Linked DNA regions of Mus musculus: all the other regions are linked to region 4. The links are chromatin contacts, called in public promoter capture Hi-C maps. All regions are on one chromosome and are shown on one strand. The core of a region is the stretch at or near the end of the contact, and the rest is flanking DNA. Distances in the headings are between cores, read along the strand shown.

Region 1 (4,242 bases), core at 1,258-3,757, 1.6 Mb before region 4:
TAGGCAGAGGCTACTAAATTATAAGAGTGGAGAAATGGAACTGAACACAAGCAAGCAAGCATGTGTGCACACCTGTACTGATTTCTCTCCGATCTTGACTATGGATGTGGTGTGACAAACTGTGGCAAATTCATACCACCTTGACTTCTCTGTTGTGATGGATTGCAAGCTGGAATTGTGAGTTTCTCCTCTAACTTGCCTTTTGGCAAGAGTATTTTTTATCATAGTCACTAGAAAAGGCCCAAATCTATAGGTTGCTCCATTCCCTTGAATCCCAGTGTCTTTTGTCTCTACCTTTGTGTGGGTTATTTCTTCCATATACTATGAGTTTTTAAGGACCTAAAGATTAAGGTATTGAAGTTTTTTGGTTGTTTTTCCCCTAGGTTCCTGTTTATCATCATAGAAAATTCTGGATTAAATGTTACATTTAAGTGTAACAGAAAAACAAATACTGCAGTTTGGATGTTGAATAATTACTGATGGTTCATGTATAAAGGCTTTGTCCCCAGGGTGGCACTATCAGGAGTTGGTGCAACATAATGAAAGTTAGTGGCAGGTCTTTAGGTCATTGGGCCATGCAGTTAAAAGGGATGGTGAGGGCTTTCTTTCTCACTCTCTACTTCTTGGCTTGGTGTGTGGCCACTTACCCAGTACCCTCACTAGAGGCCCTGGCCAATGGTTTTAGAGTTAAACTTCCAAAATCATGAACTAAGCAAACAACTCCCCTTTATTAAATTGGTTGCTATAGGTATTTCATTACAGTAACACAAAGTTAATGAATAAAAACAGGTAAAAAAGAAAAGAAAAGAGAAGAGAAGGGAAGGGAAGGGGAGGGGAGGGGAGGGGAGGGGAGGGGAGGGGAGAGGAGAGGAGAGGAGAGGAGAAGAGAAGAGAAGTTTGCTCTCTATAAACAGACCAAGAGGAACCGGTTCTGCTGCAGTGAATGCCCCTTTCATCCAACTAGGCACCTGCTGAGCCAGGAGGCTGGGACCAGTGTGAGCTGGAGAATTCCAGACTTGAGAGAATACAGACTTTAATCAAGTTCTTGCACACATGCATTTGCAAATGCACGTAGAGCAATGGGAGGGAGGAAGTGGGAGGGCCCAGGGAGGCACTCCACCCAGCAGAGCAGCCAAGGGGAACACATTTCCTAGCATCCGTGCCCCAGAGTTTGCTTTGGTTTGGTTTTCACGAGGCTATCTAAGTTCACTCTGAAGCTGTCTAAATTTCTCTTCAGTTCCCCAATGTCTCTGACCATATCTATGTATTTAGACTGCCTTCTAAGTGAGCGTGGGGGATGTTTCCATAGAGACTGAAGAAGGGCTGCTGTTCCATCTATAACAGTCTCCCCTAGGGCCTATGACCTCCAGGACCATAGGCTTTTGACCTTGTTTATAGTAGCAGACATGAATTTCCTCCTGTGGTGCAGGCCTCACAGCCAATCAGAGAGCAGTTGTTTGCTTTCATAGCATCATGTCACTATTGCCTGCATAGGCACATAGGACCAGAGACGGGAAGGTAGACCATCTCAATGTACAAGTTCATGGAGTCTGAAGTGGCTAGGATAGTAAACTTCAGAAAAGATGTTTCCAAGCAACTTGTGGAGATCTTGGGTAAGGCCTTAAATTTCCTCAGGACACTGATTTTGAAATTTTAGTGTGTTTTATCTCGTCATGTGGAGAGACTGAAGCTGGAAGGAAAGGGAGAAGGAAAGAGGGGAGAGAGAAGAGAGAAGGTGACCTTCCCTCCCCAGGCTGCAGAGAGGAACTGGTACAACTAGTTTATTGCACTTCACTTTACTGTCCTCTTAAGATAATTTCATTTTCAGAGAATTGTTTCATTTTTATTAACATATATTAATTATACATGTTAATGGCATCCAGTGTGACATTTCCACACATGCATGCAGTGTGCACTAATGAAACCCAACCTCTATTCACATCTCCCCCAACCTCTCTCTGTCCTGTCCTCTGTGTGTGTGATTGTGTATGTGTGTTATATGTGTGTGTAGTATGTAGGTATTTGCATGTGTGTGGACACACATGTGTGGAAACATGCACATGTATGCGTACATATGTGGAGCTTAAGGTTGATGTCTAGAATCAGTTTTAACCATTCTTTCACCATATTCTTTGAGGCAAGGGCTTTTAATCATATCCAGAGAGTACTGGTGGGAAACCTCGCTAGCTAGCTAGCTCTGGGGCTTCCTAGCTCATTTAGGAACAACAGTAGTAGCTTCTCCTCTAGGGCCTATGACCTCCTGGGCCATGGGCTTTTGACCTTGTTTACAGTAGCAGATATGAATTTCTTCCTGTGGTGCAGGCCTCAAGTCCAATCAGAGAGCAGTTGTTTACCTCTATAGCAACCATGCCATGACTGCATGCACAGGCATGTCTTGCCTGGCAGACCAATAGTATGGCATATAGTGTACACAGGTATGTAACACAGTTGGTAGCCTTAACAACTCCCCCATGCCCAAACCCCAGCCACCTGCACATCACTTTCCAGCACTATTGAAGAGAGCAAGTCAGGGGAGACATTCCAGCTCAATTCCAGCTCGGTTTCATCATGCTTACAACTACCAGGTGTGGTGTTTTCTGCAATAGGATCTTGTTGTGGACATTCTTATTTATGGCTGAATGATATTTTGTTGTGAACATAGATCACATTTTCTTTATCTATTAAAGGGCCCTTAGGGTCACTTAGTGTCTTAGCTATTATGAATACTGTCATGATTAAACATGGGCATGTAGACATCTTGTTGATACTCTGTTTTAGTTGTCTTTGGATATATACTCAAAAGTGGGAAAGCTAGGTCATATAAAGATCAAGATTTTAGGGAACCACAATGGGAGCTGGAGAGATGGCTCAGCGGTTAAGAGCACTGACTGCTCTTCCAGAGGTCCTGAGTTCAATTCCCAGCAACCACGTGGTGGTTCACAACCATCTGTAATGGGATCTGATGCCCTCGTCTGGTGTGTCTGAAGACAGCTATAGTGGACTCACATACATAAAATAAATAATAATTTTTAAAAATCTTAAAAATTAAGAATCACAATGGACATTCATTCTATATGTTTCTCTACCTTCTCTCTTTTGATGCTTACCACCTTTTTGGTTTTTGTTTTTGGTAGTCATTCTGAGAGGAGATAGAATCTCATTGTGGCTTGTATTTGCATTTCTCTGGGCTAAAGATGGTAAGTATTTTTTTCTATTAGTTCCAGACTTGTATTTCTTCTTTTGAAAAGTATCTGTTCAGATAATTTGCTTATTTAGAAACAGTGTTACCTAGATTTTGTTATCAGGTTGAAAATTGTGATTTTTTTTTTTAAGTGAAAGGTTTGGGAACCGTGCATCTTCCAAGGCAGGTCTACCAGTGCCATTTCCCGTAAAGCAGTTTACCAGAGCCATTTCCCATAAGGCATGTTCTCATTTAATTTTGTGTTACAATTTGGTTATTCTCATAATATTTCAAAATTTTCATCAATATTAGCGTGTTATGGGGCTCTGTGATTAGAGTCTTTGAAGATAATATTGTGAATGTCAAAATACCAACACTGACAGGAGCTCAGAAGACTGCAGACAGTATCATAGGATGTAGGCTCGGCTAAAACAGAGCCCGAGAGAATACTGAAAGCAGTTTCAGCCTGGGTAACATTCAATGAGCTAGCCAACCCTAACCCTGTGGTGGTCTGAATAGGTTTGCTGCCTCCCCCCACCCCCCTCTAGACTCATGTCTTTGAATGCTTGGCTCACAGGGAGTGGCACTATTAGGAGGTGTGGCCTTGTTAGAGGAAGTGTGTCACTGGGCTTTGAGGTTGGCTATGCTCAAGCTCTGCCCAGTGTGGAAATCAGAGCCTCTTCCTGGCTGCCTGTGGAAGAGTCTCCTGTTGCTGCCTTTGGATCAAGATGTAGAACTCTTGGCTCCTCCAGCATGGTGTCTGCCTGGACCCTGCCATGCTTCCTGCGGTTATGATAAGGGACTGAATGTCTGAAACTGTAAGCCAGTCCTAATGAAATATTTAAGAGTTGCCTTGGTCATGGTGCCTCTTCACTGCATGAAACCCTAACAAAGACAGCAACATTGCCTGCTGCAGAAGTGTCTGTTGTGAAAAGGAAGAGTCTCCATGACGTCCTACAAGGCTGGCTGTAAACTATGGGTCTAAATGAACCTTCCTTCATGAAACTGCTGTTGCCAGACATTCTATCACAGCAACAGGATCCCACTGGCAAGTTATTTGA
Region 2 (4,198 bases), core at 1,683-4,182, 1.6 Mb before region 4:
AGAGATGGCTTATCAATTAGAAACACTTGCTGTTCTTCCAGAGGACCCAGAAACTTCACCTCCAGTTTGACAGGTTTGAGAGATGAGGCCCAGTGAAAGGTTTAGGTCATGAGACTCAAGAACCAATCAATGCCAGTTATGGAAGAGCATGGAGCCACAAGTTCGTCTTTTTCTCTTATCTTAACAAAAACCTTTCGGGCTCTGCACACAGCAGACTTTTGGGGGATTGTCAGCCACCTTGTCTTTTACATTTGGAATGTAATGTCACAATTTCAAGGTACTCTTGCCTGAAGCCCCCTCATTGCCCTCATGTAAATTAGCCACCCAGAGTTCAGTTCACTGCCCAGTACATACAGGAACCCAGTGAATATCCTTATGTGAACAAATTTGGCCCCACATCTACTCATAAAATAGAGTTTTTGGGCTGTTCTGCCTGTATCACACTGCTCATTAAGCAGGTACTTACTGTAGTAGTTTAACTGTCTGTATCTCTCTTTCTAGTAACGTTTAAAATGCATATAGGAAGAAAGCATTCCCTTCTCCAGTGTCCAGTGCCTATCTCAACACAATTCCAAGGCTAGCAAGGCCTCAAGCCCTAGTAGCTTAAAGAGCACTGTACCTTGTACCACTATATTCTTCTGATACTCAATGATACAAAAAAGTAGCAATTAGAACCAACAGCTTTGGAGATGGTCTCAGTAACACACTCTGTAAGTGCTTCAGATAATTTATTTCCTCAAATCTGCAATACAACTATGTCAGGTAGGTGCTATTCTTGTTTACAATAAGAAGCCAGGGATCAGAGAGATGGCCCCACAGGTTTACAGCAGTGCAGGGGCTCCCCTCAAAAGCCAGGCAGCAGGCTGGACCCCTGAAGCCCATGCATGTTACCGTCGGGACGGCTGGAGGAAACCAGTGTCCTGCTAATCATTCTTTCCATCCCTCTCTGCCAAATTGCTCTGTCTATCATCACACGGACACTTTCACGTGTGGAAGCAAGATGACCTTACCCTGGGACAGCTGTTCAAGCACTATACCGTGAAGGACATCGCTGAAAGAGATCATTCAACAAAACAGCATTCGATCACCCCACGGTAGTGACCAAAGTCCTCTATCAGAGGGCCATTCCCTATGTTTTTCGAAATCCCTCCTTAAAACTCAGGTATTACCCAAAGGACTAACTGCTTACAGCTAGCAAGTCAAAAACATTTGGCAGTAGATTGTTCAGGTTATCCAACAAGGGCCCTGGGGAATGAAATCCACCAAGTTAAGGCTAGGATTGGGGGGGGGGGGATTAAAGAGGTGGCAAGAAGCGTTTAGTGGGTACTCTCCTTCCAAGACTTTACCAAAGTCAGGCATAAGGCACTTATAGGATAGGGGGTTAAAGGCAAGACTGAGCTCTGACGGAAAAAATTTGCAGATGCCAGACAATTTCCATCCTCGATCAAACCGTGCTTTAGCACCAGGCTAGAGTAAGGCAAAAAACACAGCACGGAGAGAACAGTACTGGTCCTCATCGAGTCTTTGCCCGCCTCGGAGAGCTAGACAAAAGCCAACAAGCCAGCCACTGTCTAAAAGGCAGATGCCCGTGCTCCACGTGTCATTACAGCATTGGGAAGGATTTCTAAGCACTTTTTATCCTGGAAAGCGTTGCCCCCGCCCCCCCCCCATCCCTGATGCCTAGTTTAACACCTGTGCTGCACACCCGGGGGGTAAGGCGCCCTTCAGCCCTGGGTCACTTCAAGTGGAGCAATGTATGAAATCCATGGGGGTAGGAAAAAGGCAGAGTAGACGGGGCGGGGTGGAGGTGGAGGTGGGATGGGGACTCCTAGCCCAGGAACCAGTGTAAGAACTGGTTGAAATTATCAGTTGGGAGGTAGGTTAACTAAGAGCTGAGAGCTGAACACCACCTTGTGCTGAGCAGCCCACTAAGGACAAAGACAAGTTGCCTGGTTTCTTTACCGTTAAGGTACCAAGACAACGATGAAAGAGGGAGGTTCCATTCTCACTGGAACCACTCAAGTGTTTCTACTCTGCTTGTAACGGTAGTTTAACAAACCCTTCTTTGTTGACTGGATTCTTGTGTTTAAACACATGATTTGGGCTTCTTGTGGTTGGGGGAGGACAGAACCTACAGTCCTGTAAAGTGCTCTACCACAGAACTACAGTCCCAGTCTAATAAACGCATTTTAGAAGTAAACATTGCGAAATCGCTCATTTAATGGAAGTTTTTCCTCTTGTACTAACGTAAACACATAACTGTGTCATCCACGTGCCACCGAATCTCGTTGCTATGTTTTGTGGCGCCACCCAAAGCAAGGCAAAGCAAGGGTCTGAGAAGGCAAGGGTCTGACCCAGATGTGACCTGAGCTGGCCTCCTGGACAGTCAAGTCCAACGGAAGTCCCAGGAGTCCTGCCCGCTCGCCCACGTTCTCTGCTCGCCCCTCCCTCTAGCAGCACCACGTTTCCTGTCAAAACAAACGTTTGGGGGAGGGGACTGCCGGGACAGAACCCAGCTCTCGAGAAACCCAGCAACAAGACCCAAACATAGGGCCGAGGCCCAGCCGGGCCCCACCGCGGCTCAGTCCCACTCCTCCAGGGACGAGGGATTGGGGACCTGACCGCACGGGGAGCCCAGAGCGTCTCGCGCCGTTGAGCACAGTCGCTGGCACGCACCCAAAGGGATGTCATCACGACCAAGCGGCCCCGGCAGAGCCTGGGCCACCACTGCCACCGTGCCCCACTTCAAGCCTTGACTCCGAGGTCAAATGTCCCGAACTCGGAGGGCACAAGGAGCCCTCCCGCTGCCATAAGGAGACGCGGTCCCCTCAGATCCCACGGCCCCTCCCCTGGGATGGGTACGCACCCCCGGATCCCGCGTAGAGACTCGAGGAAAGCTAGGTGGCGGGGGTCGCGGGGCTCTGCGTATCCCCCCTCAACCAGCGTCGCAGACAAGGGGAGACTCAGCAGTCTGTCAACTCTGGAGCCCCCCCGCAGCCCCACGCGGTATTTAAAGGGCCCAGAGGTACTCCCTGGGCGCGACCATTCGGGAAGGAACTGGAGGGGGACTATAGCACCGCGGCGCCAGAATCCAGGGCAGGGTTCTGGCGAAGATCCCTAAATTCTTGAAGAGTCTGTCTACAAAAACCATAGCTTTCTCACGTTTCTATCGTGAAGGCTGAAGAAGGCTCAGACAGAAAGCCATTTGCACACGAGAAATGTGTGCTCCCTATATTCAGTGGTGGTACGGTCCGGACCGCCAGGGGCGGGGAGAGGAGTGAACACGGAATTGGGGCAGCCTACGGCCGGGAGCGCCTGGGCTGCTGTAGGGCCTAAAGCGTTCGGAGGCGGGGCCTGGCTGTGTAAGGGCGGGGCCTAAGTGCAGCGGGTGACGCCCCCAATCCTGTTTCTTTCAGTTTACCAGGTAGGATGAAATGGACTAACTCCAACCGAACGGACAGACTTCTGGTGTCCGCTCGCGGCAGTAATATAAAAACACTACATGCCCACCTTCACAATGGCCACACACACCGGGCCAAGCGAGTCAACAACATTCCAAACAGGCTGTCCCACGCACATCAGCGTCCAACCGCGTCATCCACACGTGTCAACATGTTCTTGTAAACACGGGTCCTGATTTGCCCCTTGAATTGGACGATTGGTTTCTGGGAGCCACACCTACCTAAGCTCTCCGAAGGCTTCGCCTGTGCACAAAGATAAAGTGTCTTACTTCTTCTAAGGGTTCTTTGGCGGCGCTTATCTTGGGGAGAGTTTTCAACCAGGCTTAATGTAAATAAGTGCTGGGAGGGGCTCTTGTGTGGTCAGGCTTACTAAGCATAACTTCTCGTGAGCTTGCTTCTGGGCATAAAGAAACAGAACCACTATTTTGCCAGGTACAAGTTGGTATTACTTGTGGGTAGCGTCATACAAAAAAAATAAATGAACTTTATATAAGCTGAAATATTCCTGTTTAGGACTAAAATCATATCGGATTGTGGAGGCAAATTGTCTACTATCATTCTAGAAAGAAGAAAACCAAAAGCAGACAATAGTTTAAAGCAAGATAGAAATACAATTGTACAGCATGGACTGGTCTGAGGTTATAACCAAGTCCCTAACATTTGCCTACCCAAGAGATCTTCTTGTTCAGTGGGATAAGAATGGAACTAAAGCACTCTTAGAAGCTCACTGTTAGCTA
Region 3 (4,158 bases), core at 917-3,416, 1.4 Mb after region 4:
TCTCTGGGCACCCACTCTAGCCTGTGTTAAACATAGGGACTGGGCCTCTAGAACCATGAACGCTGTATGCCTTACTTTCTTCTTCCACACCATGGGGCTGATTGTTTTTGGACACATGGCCTCATGTAGCCCAGGCTGGCCAACTTGCTAAGTAGCTGAGGATGACCTTGAACTGCTGACCCTCTTGGCCCCACCTCCTGAGCCCTGAGATGACAGAGGCACCCCCCACCCGGCCTTCCTTCAAGCCACAGACAACTCTACAGACACATGGAGGTGCCCTGGTCCGGGCTCACCTGTGATACTGCGCTTGCAGCAGCTGGAACTCATCTTTGATGCGGTCACAGGAGTCGGAGGTGGTGAACTTGAGCTGCTGAGGGAGGTGGGAGGAGCCCTGCGGGGGCAGGAGGGTGAGCGGCGTCCTGCCCCGCCCATGCCCCACTTCCTGGGCTGCCAGGAAGGGGCTGTGAGGCCCCTAGGCAGTGGGGACACTTTTACACACTGGTCATTTGGGAGGGGCGGGCACCCATGGGGCGGGGTGCACCTCTGTCCTCCAGATGCTCCCAGAGGAATTCCCCAGAAAGCCCCTCTAAGTCAATCAGGGTGGCACAGGCCTCCCTTCAAAGCCGGCATGGAAGAGGCACCTAACTTACCACCCTACATTTCCTGGGAGTACCCCCATCACACCTGTTTCCTCACGGGTGTGCTCTTCAGGAAGGGACCCCCCCAAAGCTGCCCAGGCCCCAGCCAAAGCCACAGAGAAATCATGGCCTGGGAGTTAGGGAGAGCTGGAAGCTGGGGGGCTGGGGAGCGAGGGGGGTGGGATATGTACAGGGCCGGCATCTGAGGGCACTGGGTCAGGAGTTAGGGTGTAAGATCTCGGATCTGGGGAGCAAGGCTAGGGGCAGGGTGTGGGGAGCAAGGCCACTGGGAGCTGGTGTGGGAGACGACAGATGGGCTTGGACATGAGAGGGACGGAGCCTAGTGCTGGGGGGGCGGGGGGTGGGAAGACTGCGGGGTATCCGGCTCCGGACAAGGGAGCACTGGACATTATACGGGCACAGGGTCTCCCCAACCCTAGTGCTGAGGGTGCAGGATGGGGGCTGGGAGGAGGAAGGCCGCTGGGGTGCGGGGCCTGCAGCTGGAGGAGGGACGCGGAGCCAGGCTGGGGGTGGCGCTGGGCCCGGATGGTGACGCCAGGCCCGACAGGGCTGGAGAGAGAGACAGGGGGTGCGGGAACTGTATTGGGGGGTAGAGGGCACCAGACTTGGGGCCAGGGCAGATCTGAGGTGGAAAGAAGTGCAGGGCCGAGGTGATGGTGGGTGCAGGGCCTTGGACTTGGTGGCAGGCCAGTCTGAAGCTCTTAGAGAGCTGGGCCTGGGGGGGGGGGGGTGCACCGAGGTGGGGATGCAAGATCTAGGGCTGGAGGACATGCGCGTCTGGGGTGAGGGGATGATGGGCTTGTGACTGGGGTGCTGCAGCTCTGGGCCTGAGCCCCAGGTCAGGAAGACAGGCCGAATGCGGCTGCAGTGGGGTGCGGGCTGATCCGGAGCCCGGGGGTGGGGGGTGGGGGTGGAAGAAGACCTTGGAGTCGGGTTGGGCGAGGTGTGGGGGAGGCGGTGAGGGGACTCAGGGCAGGGATCAAAGTTCAGGGATCCGGGCTGAAGGATGCAGTGCTGGACTGGTGGGGTGCGTAGGGTCTGGGTTGTGGGGTGCAAGGACCTTGGGGAAGAGCCCAGGGCTGGGGGGACAGAACAGGCCTGTGGGAGCTGGGGAAGCGTAGGGAGCCCCTGGGACAGGCCCTGGGCGGGGAGAGAGACGGGATCCGACCTAGAAGGGGTGCAGTGAGATGAGCTGGGGTGCAGGGTGAGCGCCGGAGGTGCAGTGAGCTGAGCTGGGGGTGCAGGGAGAGCTCTGGGGTGCAGTGCGCGGGGTTCCCCTTACCGAGTGCCGGCTTTGCGGAAACATCATGTCAGTCGCGGGGGGCGCGGGCTGCGCCCCGGCTCGGGCGGCTCGGGGGGCGCCGGGCGGCCGCGCTTTGTCCCCGATCGACAGCTCCGGGGCCCCGCGTCCCGCCTCCTGCGCCGCCCGCCGCCCGCCCGCGCCGCCCGCGCTATTGTGTAATGGCGACGCGGTGCCGCCCGGGCTCCCGCTCCACCTGCCGCGCCCGGCACTGCGCAGGCCCGGACGCCCCACCCGTGACCTTGGCCCCGCGCGCCCCGCCCCCGCCACGGCCCGGAACCCCAGCTGGAGGCCTGCCTCAGTGCCCCCCGCCCCCAGTCCCAAGGCCACAGACTCGCAGCCTGGACACCCAGGCTTCACGGTGGATTTATGGAGTGCCTACAGTGTGCTATGTCCTCTTTGGAGTCGGGAGGGTTGGCACGGCTGGGGGCCACACTGGGCAGTAGAGTGACACCTGTCCCACAGAGGTAGGATGGGGGCCCAGTCCTGTAATCTAATGACTGGGGTGCAGAGGCAAGAGGATCAAGAGTTCTCGGCCAGCCTGGGTTACCAGAGAGCCTGTCTTAAAACAACAAAAAGTAAGACATGGTTTGTTCTGGGGTACAAGACCTATTACCAGTGCTGGGTAGGTTGAGGTAGGTGGAAGCCAGCCTGATCTACACAGTGAATACAGCCTGGGCTATAGGAGCCCTTATCTCAAAACATGAAAAAGTTAAATCGGGCCACAGGAGGTGGTGGTGGCCGACACCTTTAATCCAAGCACTCAGGGCAGAGGCAGGTGGATCTCTGATTTGAGACCAGCCTGGTCTACATAGAGACTTCTGGGACAACCAGGGCTACAAAGAGAGACCTGTCTCATAAATAAAAGGTAAGAGTTCCCCAGGTCCTAGTGTGATCCCAACACTTGGGAAGCTGAGGCAGGAGGATTATCGAAAATTCAGCATCAACCTGTGACCCAGCTTACTGAGGTGAGACCTGTCCAAAAACAAAACAAAACAAAACAAAAACAAATGATTAAAACAAATATGCTGGTGTGGTAACACAAGCCTTTAATCTAAGCCCTTGGGAGGCAGAGGCAGGCAGATCTCTGTAAATTCAAGCCCACCTTGTGAGTTCCAGGGCAGCCAGGGCTCCATGAGCCCTGTCTTAAAAAATAATAAAAAATAAATAGGAGCCGGGCGTGGTGGCACACGCCTTTAATCCCAGCACTCGGGAGGCAGAGGCAGGTGGATCTCTGAGTTCGAGGCCAGCCTGGTCTACAAAGTGAGTTCCAGGACAGCCAGGGCTATACAGAGAAACCCTGTCTCGAAAAACTAAAAAAAATAATAATAATAATAATAATAATAAAATAAATAAAATAGTTCTTTGGGCCAATACTATTTACCCCAACACTTCAGAGCAAGCTGAGGCAGGAGGATTCCTACAATTTCAGGCTAGCTTGAGCTGTATAACAAGACCCTGTCTCAAACATTTCCTTACCTGAGACAGACAGAGACGAATATCACTGAGTGTCATACTCAAATGGCCACGAGGTTAGAGAGGAGAGGTTACAGTGGCCAGCCAAGCTCAGCCAGGCCATGGCTATGGCAAACCCCGGTGGGGAGAGATTGGGACCTCCCCTAGCCACAGAGGGCAGAGGAAGGTAAGAGGAAGCCTTAGAGACTGCAGGCCTCAAGAGACAGGACCAGGCCTCTGATTCTGGTATCCCGGAGGCAGGAGTCCACGCGGCTGCTCCTGATACCGACCCATATCCTGCTCACAGGACTTTTGGATAAGGGTCCCACTGTTGACCTGTGACATTGTCTTATTTTATTTTATAGAAACAGGGTCTCATGTAGCTCAGGCTGGTCTGGAACTCTGGAGCAGAGGAAGACCCTGAACTCATGGCCCTCATGCATGAGACCAGCCTTCCCTGTGATCATCGACCTTTCTGTGGCTTTCTGGCAGTCCCTGATTCCAACAGGGCCAGAGGTGTCAGGTGTCACAGCAGCAGCTGGTCCTATGTGGTCACATCCCTGCCTTGACTTTCCAGCCTCCAGGATGGCACAGTTTATCTTGTAGTAACTACTAAGTAGTTACTTAGTTACTTAGTTAGTCTAGTGCTGAGTACCAGACTCAGCAGCTTTTTTCTTTCTTTTTTTTTTTTTTTTTTTTTTCTTTTTGTTTTTTTGAGACAGGGTTTCTCTGTGTAGCTTTGGA
Region 4 (4,261 bases), core at 1,353-3,852:
GGGAAGGGCCCAGCAGGATCAAAGACAGTATTCAGTGACCCACAGGCTTGGACAAGGCTAAAAGTTCCAGAAGGCTACACTGAAAAAAAAAAACCCTACAGCCACTTCCAAGTCAATTGATAAGTTAAATTCTGATGATTAGAAAGCTGGAAACGCAAGGCCCTGGCTACAGGTTGTGAGTTTTTTCCTCCGTGTCTTGAGTAAAGCTTATTTCGTAGTTCACCACAGGATTCATGCTAAGGGAATTCTGATGGACAACTTACAGGTGCACAGAGGTTCACGTACATTCCTTCCATACACTCCTGGTCTAAGCACTTCTGCTGAGAATTACCGGGCACGCACCATCCCAGCAAAACTTGAATAGGCCTGAACACAGCTCTGAAGTCTAGACCAAATCACTGGGCCCTTTGTTTAAACAGCATTAGCTTCATTATATCTGCATACCAGCCTGTCCTCTAGCCCTCTGGCTTGGTTCTGGGTGGCCCCTGGAGCTTGGCACTCTTGAGATGCCCGTGTGTCTGGTCCCACCCTCTTGCAACCCAGAATGCCAGCAAAGTCCATTTTTAAATTCTCTCACAAGTTTCACAACCACAGGTTTGAGTAAGGAGTTTGCTGACATTAGACTAAAAATATGAGCTGCAAACAAAAGCCATCTTTTACCAGGACTGGCTGGGGTGTCCGGGTAGCACAAGACCATATTCTTGGCAGCCAGACCTCCTTAACAACTGTTGTGAGCCCCAAAAGGAAGAGAGGCCAGTCTGTCCCTGCGCTGTCAAGGAATCCCTGCCTGTTTGATGCAAGGAACAGCTTTACGGCTCTGTCTGGCTTGATGAATTCGCGGCTGAGTCTACTGAAAGTGTTAGCTATACACGTAAAGAAGGCGGGAGGCAAAAAAAAAAAAAAAAAAAAAAAAAAAAAAAAAAAACAGCCTTATTTCCCTGGAAAGATACGTGTTTCCACCCCACCCCCTTCCTCCCTGCTATTAGGAAAGGAAATGATTATTGTAGCGACTCTGAGGAGTCAAAATATGTCAAGGTGACCCAGTACAGGTCTATTGATCCAGAAGAAATGGGGAAAGGGGTTCCCAAGTCTAAGGCTGGGTGGCCACATACAGAACCGTCTTAGAAAGTCCTACCTGTTGGGCTTCTAAACCATGCAGCACAGCCCGGCCAGAGCACTCCAGGGCGCCCCTCTCTTCTCTAGCACCAAACTTTCCTTCTGGACCCCCGGGATGAGGGGTGCCTAGGCCCTGCCTATCCTGATAGGAGACTTGGTATTTAGCCTAAGCCAGAGAAGACGTGAGGAAGGATTCGTTCCTGTGCTGCAGAAGTCTCTAAATGCTCAGAACCCAAGAAGAAGGGATGAAACTGCACAAAGTATCTCCAAGAGCTTTGATGGTCAAAGTGCAGCCCAAAGGCTCTGGAGTTCCTAGCTGGGGGGTCTGGGGCCAGGAGATGGTAGACCAGGCCCAGGAGCAACAGCTGCAAAGTCACCACCGTGCTGGACCCTGGGGTGTTTTCGCAAAATATCTCCCCCGATGGAGAGAAGAGCAGGGAACCTACCCACTCTGTCCCCACACCTGCTCTGCTGCTGAGCTTGGAACACGTGGTAGCTGGGCTTGGGGCTTCCCAGGCGGCTGCAGGGACTCACTACCCAGCCGGGGCGTGCACCACTCGCCCGGGGGTCCCCAACCAGGAAGAGGCAGCGCTGCCTGGCGCAGAACAGCCGGCTGCCAGCGCCTGCTTCACCTCAGCCCTCAGCAGCAACCCGGACAGAGTTTTGTAGTCTTCCCATCAACCCGGGCAGCTTCCAACAAGCCCTACCTTTCTATGCCACCTAGCCAATAGACAAGACACAAAGAAAAAAAGAAAAGAAAAGAAAAGAAAAAGGAGGCAACAACACGCGCCGCTGTCTCTCCTTGCAGTCTCAACCTCTAGCCTGGAGATGGGAGGAAGAGGAAGCGCACCTTCTCTTCCCATCCCAACTCCGTGACCCGCGGATCCCGGCAGTAAAGAGCCCCGAAGAGGCCGAAGGGAAGAGGTGAGGTTGGAAGAAGCAGAAAGCAGAGCGAGAGAGGAGAAAATATCCAACAAAACCACGCTAACGCGCCCCCTACCTGGGTGCAACATACTTTGGAAATAGAAGATGACCAAGATAAAGGATCCGAAGCAAGTGGCCAGCACCATCCGGCAAATTCTGTTCATCCTCATCACTTCCAGCAGCGCCGGCTTCATGGCTTTGTCCTGGCCGCGGGGACCCGGCTGTCCGGGAGGCGCGTCCCGAGCGCAGAAGCGGGGACCCCGCCGCGGGGGTACCAGCACCGGGGAGGCTCAGAACAGAGCTGGCTGGGCTCCGGAGCTGGCTCCCGCTAGCTTCACCGAGGCTCTCCGAGGCCCCGACTCTGGTCTAGAGGGTGAAAGGCGCAGGAGTTGGTGTGCAAGTGTGAGGATGCGTGGCTCCGGCCGCGCGCTCCTGCCGGTCCGCCTCGCCTCTGCTCGATGCTCCGCCGCCTCCTCTGCTGGCGCCTGCGGCCGCCGCTGCCTCCTCACGGGCCGGGCGACCGGGATGCGAGAAGGAAGGTGCCGCCGCCGCCGTGCACTGGCCTCTGTGACTGTCCAGGCCCCCCTCCCTCCCTCCCTCGCCAAAAGCTACTTCATTGCGCTCCAGTGATCTATATATTCCAGGGCTGGGTTTTACCAAACGCAACTCGCAGCCCCCGGCGAGGGGAGGGCGCCGGCGAGCGGGGAGGGCGGGGCCGCGCCGGGGCGGAGCGTCGCCTCCCCCCGCCCCTACCCGAGACGTGGTCGCGTCCAGCTGTTTCCCGGGGAGTCCGGAGTGCGCAGCACGCTCCCGCAGGGTCCCAAAAGCCCTCAGTCCCTGGGCGGAGCTGGGCCGCTGTCTCGAGGTTGCGTGAACGTTTCCATGACACAACCGGGATGGGGGAAAACCATGAATAAGATGCTGTAGTGCTGCCACCCGTTCTCCGGTGTGGCGAGAAGCAGGTTAGGTGACAGAGGCAAACAGGAGCCCTGCTGACACGCGACCATTTACAATCCCTGGGCGGTTTAGCAGGGGAAGTTGCCCCACGCTCCCCTAAGAGCGGATGCCCTTCTCATACTGATCAAAAACTGGGCAGTTCCGTTTTTCTTTCAAAGGACAGCTCAGCTTGAGGGCTGCTTTTGCAAAGAGGTTAAAGAGAGCGGACTTAAAGTCAAGGTTAGGGAAACTGTTCCGGCATCCCAGGATCTGGTGACTGCCGCTGCTAGCCTTTCTGACACGTGCCCTCACCCGCACCCCTCGGGGCAAAGCGGGTTTGTAGCTTTTAAAACTGTTTCACCAAAAGGTACAGCTTTCTGTAATTTATTCGAAGTGTATGAGAATCAGTCGGACGGATGTGAAAAGACGCCCCTAAAAGTCCAACAAAGTGTTGGGAGTGGAGGCTGGGAGGGGGAGATCCAAGCCAGCTTAGCCTTGGCAGGTAGAGAGAAAGATGGCGCTGCTTACCTGCATTGTGTAAAATGTTGTTAAATGCTCAGCTCCATGCATTTGGGTGGCCAAGGATCAATAAGGTGGACGCGGGTCAATGATAAGGAGATCACTTTTATGCCAGGAAAGCAGGGTTATTGTAAAGCCTGACCTTTCTACTTTACCATTAAATGCATTTACAGAATGCTGGATTCCATAAGACATTGTACCTTTGAATGTGTCTCTTCACAGGGGCACTGATAAATTCTTGTCGAATCTGAATGTAATGGGCCTTATCCTCCCCTCACATTTGACAGACTCACAAGTTGCTTTCTGATACATGTATCCAGAAACGCCTCCAAACCTCCTCTTCCTTCTCCTGAAGTTTTCCCTTCAGCAGAGAAAGTCCGCAGGCTTCCTGTGATTCAGACAAGAGTCAATTACAGGGAGATATTTATGTAGCCAGTATTATTTTGCTGCTCCTTTATGAATGAGTTGCTTGCTGAGGTGGCCGAGATATACATGCTCCAATACAAGCCACTCCCCAGGGAGTCCCCACATGATGTGAGTAGGCACTGCTGTATAGTCTCCTCCTAGTGCACTGGGTGGGAGGATGGACCCCTTGTAGGGGCATATCCCCCAGAGGGCCTGCAGGGCTGCTCATTACAGGCGTGCCATTATCTTCTTTAACCAAAGCACGATGAAGAGGGATTTGCATGCCTTTCATTCCATCATCTTTCTGCCCAAGGCAGAAAACCACACTGTTGAGCCTGGACATTCATAATAAGCCAGTTTG
Region 5 (3,939 bases), core at 1,033-3,532, 1.5 Mb before region 4:
TGTGTTGTTCATAGATTCACTGGAGGATGGTCAAACTCCTGGTGGCCAGCCCCACATGGTGAGTCTTTCTCCACTTGCATCCCCGTCAGAAGCCATCAACCATGGAGAGCTGTGTGGGGTTGGGAGGTGGGGGTGGGAAAGCAGCATAGCTCACAAACATCAATATGGCTTCAGGCAGCCCAGCCCACAGACACCAGCATGGCCTTCAGTGGTTTCTCAGACCACAGACGTTGACACACCCCTGGCCATATCAGGACCACTGATCTACCCCAGGCCCTCAGCAGCTGGCTGCATGGATCGTGAGCGTCATGTGCTACTCAGATTACCATTTTTTTTATCCACCCCCTTCTGGGCATCATAGCCCAAGGACATCACCAAGGTGTCAGTTGGCACAAATCACATAGGTCCACATAGATCTTAGGCCTTGCAGCCTGGGCAGCAGCATGGTCCACAGACACCGATGTGGCCTCCGGTAGCATCATGGAGCACGGTGATCCTTTGAGAAGGTCTAATCCAGAAAGTAAAGCTTTCCTTATCTCAGGCCTCCGTTGTTGCCCAGAGCTAGAGAGAACCCACAGCCAGGGAGCACGTTCAGTGGCTGAGTCTGCGTGTATACAAGCTCCAGACTGCTGCACACCAGCCCGCCAACCCTACTCTCCAGTTGTCTATTTTCCCCATCTCTCCACCACATATTTGTTCAGTGAGGTGGTGCTCGCTGCCCCTACCTCAAAATAGATTAATAATAATAACTATTTGGTTTACTGTTCTAGAGACTTGGGAGTCCAAAGTCAGTGTTCTGGAAGGTTTTATGATTCTGATTCCAAAATGGCATCTTGAATGCTGCATCTTCTCTGGGAGGATGCTTGATTCACATGACAGAAGGCGGGAAAGGCAAAGGGGCAAGAAGGAGTTTATGACACCAATTCCATCTGTAAGGGGCACAAACCTTATGGTCATGTCACCTTGGCACCCTAGCTCCTAAAGCCCAATTTTGGAGGTGGGCACATTCAAACCATAGCAATGAGGTTGAAGTCCAGCTGAGAAAAGGGGCTCCAAGAAGCCCCAGCAAGTTTTATTAAAGAGGGAAACTTCATAGAGGAACATGTTTTTAGTTGTGAAGAAACGCAGGAAACCTGCCTCTGCACTTTCCGGCCACTGGTGCAGTTAGAGCCCCCTTCCTCCCCTTTCTCAGCATAGATGCCCCAGTTCTTTTGGAGAGGGCAAACAGAGAAGGCCCAGCCTGGCGCAGGAATATTGCAATTCCCCTTTTCATGGTGGCACTCCCTTCCCCCTAACGACTCCCACCCCTACTCTGGGCGGCGGGGAGGGGGGAGAGAGACGAACAAAAAAACAACAAACCCTTGCTTCTGTGTCACTCTCCTTGATAACCAACCTTTCTCAGGTGCAGAAGGCTCCTGCCCTTGAAGGGAACAAGGACCAAACATCCTTGAAATGATAAAAGGCCCATGCTTGGACCATGAAGGAAGGGCAATTAAGTGTTCCCAGACAGCTGCAACCAGTATGTAAAAATACACTAGCTCCTGATAGCTCCATAAAGTTACTTCCCAGGTCAGGAGGGTCCCCCTCCCAGCTGCATGGTTTTGCCCTGAACAAACGTTATCGGGTTTGAAGGATAGCTTTCCCTCATCACCTCCCCAGTCACGTAACCCCAAAGTTCGAGGAGCTCTGCCTATGAATATGCACGTGTATATATACTCCAAGCCCCTGGATGCGGGCATCACATCCCTAACCTGCACAGTGGGAAAGACTTTGCTCTGAGTCTCTTTAACATCGGACTTGTACTTCCTGGCATTCTTCTGGGGTTCCCGAGCACTGGGCATAACAACTGTTGGTGTTTCTGCTCAGTGGAAAGTTATCCTGGGACTTGGGAGCCCAGGAACATACACAGCTCTGAGGTGGGACAATGTCGCAAAGGAAGGACATTCTGAGACGTGGGAGCCCAGGAACCACACAACTCTGAGAGGAAACCTTAGCAGAGGGCTTGCAGCCCTTATGGAGGATATGGTTGGTCAACTGGAGTGCTACACTGTTATCAGCTCCCCCTAGCGGCTCCTCTTCTACACTGCAGGTCCCAGGGGACGTATCCCCAGCTGAGCTCCGGAGCCTCAGCCTGCTCCCATCTACCCTTCTTTGCTTCATTGCTTCTTGGCTTCTTCTGATGAGAGAGTCACATCAGGCAGCAAACATCATAAAAGAGATTTACTGGGAGGGAAGAATACAGGGCGTGGAGAAATGTACATGAGGTTGTTACCTATGTTTCCTGGAGAAGACAGCAAGCAGGGATTATATAGGATTTCTTAGGGGGTGGAGCTTTCCAAGGCAGAGCTTTCCTGGGTGAGGATTGGTGGGATTTCAAGACCTGAGCTTGGGGGAGCTCAGGGATTGGTGGAGTTTCTTACTAAATAATAAGTGGTATTTTTTTCTTGTGGGGAGGGGCTTGGAAATTCTCCTGCCTCAGCGCTGGGAATGACAGTTACAGCTGTTAGAATATGACCGTTAGGGTGGGCCGTTAGAGAAATCTGGGGGATGGGCCCTGGTTGCTGGAGGTCCTCAAACCTGCCTTGAGGGTTTACAAAGTTGACAAAGTATACAGTTTCTAAAGTTTACAAAGGGAGTCTATGGCAAGGAAGTCCGGCTGGGTGAATAGCCAACATTCCCCTCTTTTTTGTTTACTATTGACAAAGTCAGGGGTCATAAAGGGAGGTGATATTATCATTAGACTGCTTCCTGCTGATTGGGGGCATCGAGTTCCTTGGGGGCAAGTTTGATCTTTCCCATCAGGATATAACCAAATGTCACAGGCCTCTGACATCAGAGCTAAGGGCTGGAAATTTTGGAATAAAAACTGATTAAATGTCTGGTTAGAAATCTTTTGGATCGAGACAAGAAGTCTATAAGACAAAGTGGGATTAGTAGGATTAGGAAAAAGAGGAGAAGGGGAACGAGAAGGGTAGTAGCCAATTCCATATTGGACTGTTGATGATCCTCTGGCCAGAGGCATCAGGCGAGAGAGAGAGAGAGAGAGAGAGAGAGAGAGAGAGAGAGAGAGCAAGAGAGCCAGAGAGCAAGGGGGGGCTTTTGATACCATAAAGCCCACCCCAAGTGCCACACTTCCTCAAACCAGGTCATACCTTCTAATCCTTCTACTCCTTTGAGAGAATTCCACTCCCTGGTGACTAAGCATTCAAATATATGGAGCCTATTAGATCTGTTCTTATTTGAACCACCACAGTGACCCCAACATAGAATGACTAGGAAAGTCTGTCATAAACAATGGATTCAGATATCAGCTAGAGGAAGAATAGCCTCCAGGGTATTATAGGAGGGCAGTTCCATTAATAACAGAGGCTGTGGAGAGGAAGCCCTCGTGGCGTTATTAATCGGTGGAAAGCCTTTTTCCTTTATTTGAATGGAAAGTCACAGAGGCACGGGGCAGATTTTTTTGTTTTTTATAAATGACAACTCCAAACACGGGGGTGGGGCAGGGAAGGGGGTTGGAACCTTCTGATCTTCATGTTGTAACTCCAGGGTTCATGTACTCACAAGCTAGTTTTCAAATCTCATGCCTTAGCCCTTGTGGGTCCCCAGCTGTCAGAGCTTGGAAGTCTTGGTGACTTTTTGAAACTCCTCCTGTGGTCAGACCCAGGAGTTCTCCCAGTGTTGGCAACCTGTCTCCTGCAATTACTGCCCTCGGCCGTCTTTTGCCTTCTTGGCCACTCATTGGGTCAGGTCTCCTCAGTTCTTCATGGTTTGGTCTCTCCTCATAGGCTTGGCTCCCAGCCATTCTGCAGATCTCTTTAGCTACCTTGGTGTTTCTAGCTCGCAGCCCAGTGAGTTGTCTGTTCTTCATGTATATCACATATGCATATCTCATATTACATATGGAATATGTATGTGCATATTCATGTATATCACATA
Region 6 (3,904 bases), core at 586-3,085, 1.6 Mb before region 4:
CACTGAGGATGTCTATGCCTGCTATGAGTTAGACATGGTGAGGAAAGAAAGGTAGGTACATTGAAGAGGCTTAAGGTAGTGAATGAGGTGACAGCAGGTTCCAGTGAGCCAGTGCACCGTGGCTCAAAAGCTGAGTTAGGGCTGGGAAACACAGACAGAAGGACCAGAAAGCAGTGTAGTGGCCCATTTGGAAGACACCGAGAGTTCCAGCTCATGCTGCAATTAAGGACGATTGTGAGGAAGGTTCCTTACAGCAACACTGTAACACGACGCTGTGATCTACAAAACTCTCCCTGGAGAGCCATACCAAAAATATTAAAAGTAAAATAAAATAACACTCATAAAGCTTGGAGTTAAGTCTGCAGTTTTGGACTGGGCTACATTCTTAACTATCCTTTGCTGCATGGGCTGCAGGTCCTGTTGATTAGGAGTAGGGGAACACTGAGAAATAAGCCAAACACAAAGACAAATACTGTGTATTTTCCCTAAGAGGATCTTGGAACTCATTCTTCAAAGTCCCTGAGACAGTGAGGTTGTGATCCTACCACCTCTACATACCAAATGCTGAGATTAAAGTCGTGGGCCCCTACACCCTGTCATAGCAGGAATCAACCACGGGTGCTCTGGAAGAGCAACCAGTAGTCCTCAATCCCTGAGCCGCCCCTGGGTCCTAAGTCACTGATCAGGTCGCTCCCAATTAAACCCTTCAATGGTGCTTTACTATTCCCAGGGAGAAAGTCTAACACCTTCTAAGAGTTAACACATTTCAGAATCAGGAAGGCATCTTTTACTGCCCTCTTCCCCTAGCTCCACTAGATTTATTTGTTCCCCTGAAACAACTGATGGTGTGTCTGGGGTCATGTACAACCTGTTCCTCTGCCTGAATTTCTTCCTCGACCATCTTCAGTCCTAGATGTCCCTATTCTGTGCCAAAGATGTCAAGGTTCAGTGAGAATTTATATACCTTCTCAGGAAACAAAATCATGTCAATAACTGCACTTCCTTAGGCAGTTCACCGTGAAGCAATTATCCTTTAACTTTTAAGAATCTGATGAAAGCTATAGGGGCCCCTAAGAAAATACAAGATCAAAAATGGGGGACGAAGGGATAGTCAAGGTACTTAAACTAAACCTGCAGTCCAAAGAAACTGTGGAGTAAAAGGAAAATGATGACAAGGGTGAGATTCCCATTTACTTTTAGCACCAAAGCCGGCTATGGGACCTCAAGAACATTGCCTACGTTCTCAGGATCTCTGTGTCCTTCCAGGTGAGATCGGCAAGAAGATATTGGTTCCTGAGAGAATACACAAGGACCAATTCTTGCCAGTGCACACTTAAATTAGAAAAGCTTTACCCGAGAGCCATTCGCTAAGCTTCTAAACGTAGGACGCTACTGAGAGATCTGTACTTGCTGCTACAAACGCTCAAGAACCACACCTGGTAAAAGCTCACACACCCGGAGCTCCGAGCATGTGCAGAAGTTCTGAGCATGCGTAGAAGCCCAGGGACCCGCCCTCGTCATCCTGAAAACTCTCCCGGCAACGCCTCCTTAGTCGTCTCCAACCTCTTCCGCTGCCTGCGCTCACGGCACTTACCTCCACAGTCGGGATCGGCGCAGTCAGCTGCTCCGGAGTCAGGCTCCCGAACTCCTCGGCTAGAACATCCATTCCATTCACGGTAGAGGAAGAAGTCGGCAGAATGTTCACATCCGCCCGTGCGGCTCCAAGCAAGTAGCACGCGGAGAGTGGTGTGCGTTCTCCTCCGGTGTCCCCGTGGCGCTTGTTTACGGGGAGGCGTTTCAAAAGGTTCCGCCTGGTCAGGGCCTAACCTGCGGAGGAACCCGGAAGTGACCGAGCCGGATGTGGAAAACTACACCCACTGGTGTACTTCCGAGGTCTCGCCGGGCTAATCCTAGCCTCTTGACAGGCTCATTTCCAGTATCCCCAGAATGATTGAATACGGCAAAGTATAGTAGTTCTAACTGTATAACTAATCTGAAAAATGACTCGATAATACACATTAGTCACAACATGAACTTCTAAAGCAGAGATTTCAATTAACTCAGTCTAAACTGCTTGTATGTTGTGTAGTACAGAAGAGCAAAAGTCCTTGCTTAAATAATTGGTGGTACCTGCGTGTAATGAACAGGCATCAGCCGGGCGTGGTGGCGCACGCCTTTAATCCCAGCACTCGGGAGGCAGAGGCAGGCGGATTTCTGAGTTCGAGGCCAGCCTGGCCTACAAAGTGAGTTCCAGGACAGCCAGGGGGCAGTAAAAGATGCCTTCCTGATTCTGAAATGTGTTAACTCTTAGAAGGTGTTAGACTTTCTCCCTGGGAATAGTAAAGCACCATTGAAGGGTTTAAACGGGAGCGACCTGATCAGTGACTTAGGACCCAGGGGCGGCTCAGGGATTGAGGACTACTGGTTGCTCTTCCAGAGCACCTGGGGTTGATTCCTGCTATGACAGGGTGTAGGGGCCCACGACTTTAATCCCAGCATTTGGTATGTAGAGGTGGTAGGATCACAACCTCACTGTCTCAGGGAGTTTGAAGAATGAGGTCCAAGATCCTCTTAGGGAAAACCCAATAAATTATATTAGAATAGTTAATTAACGGTTTGGGGGAAAATATGTTTAAATCCTATGTCGATGAAATATACCTTAACAAAACACTAGAAGGAAACGTCAGAGGGACGGAGTTTGTTACCACTACACCGAATAAACGAAGGATTGCACATAATCCTCCCACGGCAGCACAGACACCTATAATCCCAGCATTTAGAAGCTAGAGGTAGGAGGGCATCCAGAAATTCAAGGGCATCCTTGGCTACCTAACAAGGTCGAGGCCAGCCTGGGCTACATGAAACCCTGTCTCCAAAGAAAAGGTAATGTATTAATAACATTGATTGGTGAAAGATTTCAAGGATGGCAACGGAGAAAGCATAAGAATTGCTAAAAGTTGTATTCCATTAATTTTTAAAAAATTAGATACACCTATAAAAAATCTCTATGAATAGTAAACACACAGTTGGTAGAAGACAAAAGGATTTGTCACTGAAATTGGAAATGAGTTCATGCAAGTCCAATGGTAAGAAAAATCCCATGGGAAGAAGAGGTAAAAGATGCCAACAGTTTTTAAATGAGTTTCAGTTTGGGAACATACAAAAATTGTGGAGATGGATGGTGTCACATGAGTGTGTACAATGCTCCTGGCCATTTAATAGTTGAACTATTTAATAGTTCACCTGTATAATTAGCACCATCTAATAATATGTGTTCTTTTTTTTTTTTAAACCTGGTCCAAGGTAATCTGCGTACAGAGTTAGCTAGTTAAATTTCAGTGCTTGTATCTAAACGTTGTGCTGATAGACTTCTGAAACTAAGTGAAGAAAGAAAGAAAAAAATTACAGGCCACCAAGATGGCTCAGTATGTTAAGTCACCTGCCACAAAGCTTGAAAAGCCGCGTTCAGCCCCCAAGACCCACATTGTAGAAGGAGAGAAGCAACTCTAAAGAGCTGTCCTCTGATCCCCATACTCACATGTAAGACAAATCATTTAAAACTAAGAATGATCAGCCCCCCCCCCCCTTAAATCCTTAAGATTTACTCAGAGAAACTACATTTGAATGGTCCCTGTGAGTTATTATACCAGAGAGCACCCTACTTAGTGTAGTCTGGAAGGGGTTGGGAAAGGGAGCTGAAGACTTGAGGACATCAAGTTTGGCTCAGGTGTGTCAGCTGTCTTCTACAAAGTCATCTTGGATTCCCACTATGAAGATGGTTCTACTGTAAACCAGATCACAGACACCTGGAGAACTAAAAAATCTCAGCTTTCTGATTGGCAGGCTGGAGCTGGAAATCTGCATTTCTAGCAAGATCTCTGCTGCTGTGACCTAATACCATAAC
Region 7 (3,975 bases), core at 1,101-3,600, 1.4 Mb before region 4:
GGGGTTCACATTTATTTCTGACGGCTGCTGAAGCTGGAGAGCGCTCTAGAGGGCTCAAGGGCTTCCTTGGGAGCACTCTGAATGTCCCTCAGACCCCTCCACAAAGCAAGCAAACACCATTTCAAAATCAATGGAGCTTGCTGTACGGGTTTCGTTATGAAATGGCCTCAGGACTGCCCACAAGAGCCCTCAAATGGACCCTCCCCAGACAAGGGATAGCAACAACTGCACGTCTTCCTCTTCAGTTGCCCCTGTCGTGTCAGTCAGTGGGTGTGTGCTGGACCACATCCTTACTTGGAAGGCTAGAGCTGTTTTAGGGTCTGTAGAACATGGCTGTCACGAGCATCCTTTGAGCCGTCCTTGAGAGACACATCCCCATGGCCTGCCACTCACGGAAGAGTTGACCTCAGTTACATATTTCTGTCCAGTCCACCGAGCCTGGTGAAAATGATGGGTTGAAACAGTTCTCCTTCAGAACAGGAAATGAAATCTCAAATCCCTTTTTGGCAAGTGGCTGGATTATTCTAGAAGGAGCACTAACTATCAAGTGTAAAAATTATGGATTGGGGATGTGTTTCAGATTTCAGATTTCACTTGCTAAAATTGAAAATTGTATTGACAGGGGGAAAAAAACCAAAAAGCCAACTTATGGGCTGTGGGGCTTCCCAGCTCCTTGACCTTGGAAAAACCCCACATAACCCAGTTCCTCCTGTTACAAAATACATAATAATAACAGCCACAGACTTGCTCTAGGTATTTTCTATGTTCAGAATTAAACTGTCAGAATCAACCGTCTGCAAATGAGTCCAGTCTAGGAGTGGAGGCTCTGGAGTTGGATGGCCCAGGTTTGTGTGGTAGCCCTGTCTCTTGCTGATAGCAGGGTTCAGGATAAATTTCTCACGCACTGAACTTAGCTTCTCCTGTCAGGTAGGAAGAAGAGCTGTGTACTGTTTGTTTATTTTCCCCAGTCAATTTTTTCCCGAGAGTTTCTGTGGGCAATCCCCAGTTCTAGGTACCGACAATAAATGTGAAAGTAGTTAGAAATGCATTCAGAGGAGGTGGTGCTTAGCTGTGTCCATCCCAAGAGCTTGCCTAAGTCTAAGTGTCTGGCCCCTGCAGGAGGAAATGCATGGAAAGCCAGAAGCTTGGGCAAGTGGTTCTGGGATGGGGTGGTGGTCGGGCCTGCTGTCAGTTTGGACCCTTGCCTTCTAAGGGTTCCATATCATCTGTTGATCTCAGTGATACCCTGTCCAGATTCTTCCTGCCACCTGTCGCCGGGAGCCCTCGGAACTAAATGTAGACTATACAAGGTCTGGAATGTGAGCCTCTCGCCTGGGGATTGGGTTCTGTGGTACAGTGGGACCTCTTGGTCCCATGCTGTAGCCCCAGAAGTGATAAGGTGCATAGCTTCCTGTGGAGTCATAGAATTCCCTAATGGAGCAGAAGAATGGCCAGAATTCAGAGAGCAATTGTGTTGGGGACAATGGGGCAGCAGCCTGGAAGAACAGCTCATTTGTAAAACCCAAAGCAACAGAGAAGTGACTGTAGGGCATGGGGCTCCTGGGGACCAGGTTTTCCACCTGAGAGCCTCTGTTTTTGTATCCAAGTAGCACACATAGTACTTAATTACAAAAGTCAACTTTGGTCCTATATTTTTCTTTGTCTGTTTTCTTAGGAATCTCTGCTCCTGACATTGCCCAGGGTGGGAACGTGTGTGAGCATGTGTGTGTGTGTGTGTGTGTGTGTGTGTGTGCGCGCGCGTGTGCGCACACTCACACATAATCAAATCTGTCCTTTTAACAAGTCATTATTTACTGTTTCCTCCGTTGCTGCAGAGATGTCAACTAAGACCTGATAGTCTAGTTGAAAGAACTTGTTGAGGGTCGATTTCCAGCCTGGACTGTCTAAGGGGTGTGCCTGAGATCAGGAGTTTGTTGTCTTTCTCATTCCAGAGCATCTCCTGGTGCCTGGCACATGTAAGCATTATAACTGATTGATTTGTGGGCAAAGGAGCCCCTAGCCAGGATTAAAACTCACTCCCATGTTTGACTTCCAGGCAAACTCCATCCTCTTGCACCCACTTCCAAGTGTTTTAAAAATGTGTTTCAGCTGGTGCTGATTTGCCTTCCGGCTGCATGGGAATCCGCGCTTCCTGACTCAGCACTTTGCAGATGCATATTTAGAAAGGACAGTTGCTGACAGAAGCAGTCATACACATGGCCACAAGCTGGCCTTCTGTGTGAATGAAAGGCCATCGCTGCCTGGCCTAGGGGGACCGTGGGTACAAATGGACTACCAACCAACCGGATGTGAGTGGCAAGATCGATCGTGCTAAGGGCAGGGGGAGTGGCTGTCACATTGTGGGTCCACCTCTCCTGTGGCCCCGCGGGAAGTCTCTAAAGATGCTTCTGGCTGGAATGTGTTAGATGTTGCTGCAGTTTTGGTGTGAGCCATGTGACTGGTTGCTCTTCCCTTCTGTGCCTTATGCTGATTTGCAATGAGCACATCTGGTTTTGGAAATTATCTATCTGGCCACGGCAAGAGGGTGCGGCTTCTAAAAATATTCACGCAGTCCAACGGCAGAAGGAATGAGCGCGATGCGCTAGCTGCCTTGGGTCGCATTCCACCCTCTGTGGAAGCGTGGACTAAAATAGCACCCAGCCTAGCATTAATTTGCAATTAATGAAAACAGGCCAGATTCACATCCCACTCTCTGGGAGAATGGAATGCTGACCATTCCCAGAGAAGGCTCCTGTAAAAGTGCCTGCCGGAAGAGGGCCAGGCGCCCGGGTCAGCTGACCTCCTCTTGCAGGGCTGGGAATCTGCAGGGCTTTCAGAGCTCAGGAGAGAGGAACAGAGGGGAGATGATCTACTGCCCCTGTGACAATGGAGGCATGGCTGCTGTGGATAAGAGAGTCGCTTTGAATGGCAGTGACAAGAAGAGATAGAAATCTTGGCAGCTTAGCAAGGCGAAGCTTGGCATCATGGACCTCTGGGCTTTGGAGTGTGAGAACTTTGTAGTCTTGCATTAACTCCTTCATTTACCCATCAGGTGCACCCGAGTGTGTATATGTGGGGTTATTTATATCACAGCATACCTGCGCTGCCTGAGGTCATTCTTCTATCCTTTCAGGAGCTGAATATCTAGTATAGAGCATATGGCTTGATCATAAAATACTTAACCAAGTGTCAAATGCTATGTCGTTAGTCCTGTGCCGGGTGTTGGGGGATTTAATGGGGGAGGGATGGCCAGGTCCCTCTTGTCTTGGAGCTCTGAGTCTGGTGGTCATTTAACTAGTAGTGATAACTAGTCACCAAATATTAAGAAGGCAAAGAAGATAAGGTGTGCCCCCCTCCCTGCAGTGGACTTGGGGTTTCAGCTGGGGCTGAAACCAATAAACAAAAGAGTATGTGATCCACTTGTGCTGTGAAGGAGGTTGATCAGGGTGGGGACGGCGCCTGGCAGTGCCGTTCAGTGAATCTGGTCCAGAAAGGCTCCTTTGCATTGCCCTTGAAATCCTCAAATCTACAAAGCTTTCTCTGCCTTCCTGACCTTGGAACACACGGTTCCCTCTGTCTGGAATGCCCTTTCCATTCCCCCTTATCTGTCTATCCTCTAGGGGGTCTTCCTCCAGAGAGCTTTTCTTATCCCTTGGCAGACCAGATGCCCCTGTGCCATCTGGACGTGCTAAACAGGAAGGGGTGGGTCTGTCTAGCCAGATGGAGCAGAAAGCCTTTGAGGGGGAAGTGGTGACAGGCAGAGTTCTGAAGGCTGGGGAAGGGTCTGCTGGGGAGGGATCTGATGATGAGCTTGCAGAGGGAAGGAAACCGAAGGACGAAAGCACATTTGCTGAACTCCTGCTGGAAGCCAGAGCCCTGGGCCAGACCTTCCATGTGTTGTCTCCTTTCGTCTTTAGAATGTCCTCACCAGGGTGGGACCAAGTGCCTCATTTTTTTTTTTTTTCAGACAGGGAA

The links. Promoter capture Hi-C pulls out the DNA fragments that hold promoters and counts their contacts.
Region 1: a contact with region 4 is called in a promoter capture Hi-C map of hippocampal neurons, with 6 times the contacts expected there. The contact joins the promoter of Platr7 here to the promoter of Chst11 in region 4. A contact is called at or near these places in 3 of 39 promoter capture datasets (hippocampal neurons, liver and pre-B cells).
Region 2: a contact with region 4 is called in a promoter capture Hi-C map of pre-B cells, with 4 times the contacts expected there. The contact joins the promoter of Tcp11l2 here to the promoter of Chst11 in region 4. A contact is called at or near these places in 2 of 39 promoter capture datasets (hippocampal neurons and pre-B cells).
Region 3: a promoter capture Hi-C map of pre-B cells shows a contact between it and region 4, with 3 times the contacts expected there. The contact joins the promoter of Tle5 here to the promoter of Chst11 in region 4.
Region 5: a promoter capture Hi-C map of stem cell-derived epiblast-like cells shows a contact between it and region 4, with 3 times the contacts expected there. The contact joins the promoter of 4930463O16Rik here to the promoter of Chst11 in region 4. A contact is called at or near these places in 6 of 39 promoter capture datasets (hippocampal neurons, liver, neutrophils and 2 more).
Region 6: a contact with region 4 is called in a promoter capture Hi-C map of stem cell-derived epiblast-like cells, with 2.1 times the contacts expected there. The contact joins the promoter of Polr3b here to the promoter of Chst11 in region 4. A contact is called at or near these places in 3 of 39 promoter capture datasets (hippocampal neurons, pre-B cells and stem cell-derived epiblast-like cells).
Region 7: a promoter capture Hi-C map of hippocampal neurons shows a contact between it and region 4, with 3 times the contacts expected there. The contact joins the enhancer-like site here to the promoter of Chst11 in region 4. A contact is called at or near these places in 4 of 39 promoter capture datasets (hippocampal neurons, liver and pre-B cells), 1 of 115 datasets of contacts at active chromatin or transcription factors (microglia) and 1 of 9 other capture datasets (embryonic stem cells).

Annotation. Positions count from the first base shown.
Region 1 is chr10:84,551,603-84,555,844 of GRCm38.p6, reverse strand. Platr7 (pluripotency associated transcript 7) reads left to right here and starts at 2,507. Exons shown (of 4, transcript NR_040658.1): 1 at 2,507-2,585; 2 at 3,135-3,197.
Region 2 is chr10:84,575,681-84,579,878 of GRCm38.p6, reverse strand. It overlaps Tcp11l2 (t-complex 11 (mouse) like 2), which reads right to left and starts at 2,932. Exons shown (of 10, transcript NM_146008.2): 1 at 2,867-2,932.
Region 3 is chr10:81,557,452-81,561,609 of GRCm38.p6, reverse strand. Tle5 (TLE family member 5, transcriptional modulator) reads right to left here and starts at 2,166. Exons shown (of 7, transcript NM_010347.4): 1 at 1,942-2,166; 2 at 294-391. The coding sequence starts at 1,968.
Region 4 is chr10:82,983,838-82,988,098 of GRCm38.p6, reverse strand. It overlaps Chst11 (carbohydrate sulfotransferase 11), which reads right to left and starts at 2,602. Exons shown (of 3, transcript NM_021439.2): 1 at 2,117-2,602. The coding sequence starts at 2,234.
Region 5 is chr10:84,486,636-84,490,574 of GRCm38.p6, reverse strand. It overlaps 4930463O16Rik (RIKEN cDNA 4930463O16 gene), which reads right to left and starts at 2,282. Exons shown (of 4, transcript NR_108059.1): 1 at 1,394-2,282.
Region 6 is chr10:84,620,229-84,624,132 of GRCm38.p6, reverse strand. Polr3b (polymerase (RNA) III (DNA directed) polypeptide B) reads right to left here and starts at 1,835. Exons shown (of 28, transcript NM_027423.2): 1 at 1,595-1,835. The coding sequence starts at 1,666. It overlaps Gm17249 (a long non-coding RNA gene), which reads left to right and starts at 1,488. Exons shown (of 2, transcript XR_380645.4): 1 at 1,488-1,936; 2 at 2,675-3,610.
Region 7 is chr10:84,387,261-84,391,235 of GRCm38.p6, reverse strand. All of the region lies in intron 4 of Nuak1 (NUAK family, SNF1-like kinase, 1), which reads left to right. Among named protein-coding and RNA genes, the nearest start is that of Nuak1, 51 kb to the left of the region's middle. Within about 2 kb of position 2,350, at least 96 of the 459 cell types and tissues checked have an H3K27ac peak or open chromatin away from gene starts, as enhancers often do. A contact at or near this core is called in hippocampal neurons and microglia, where this site is marked.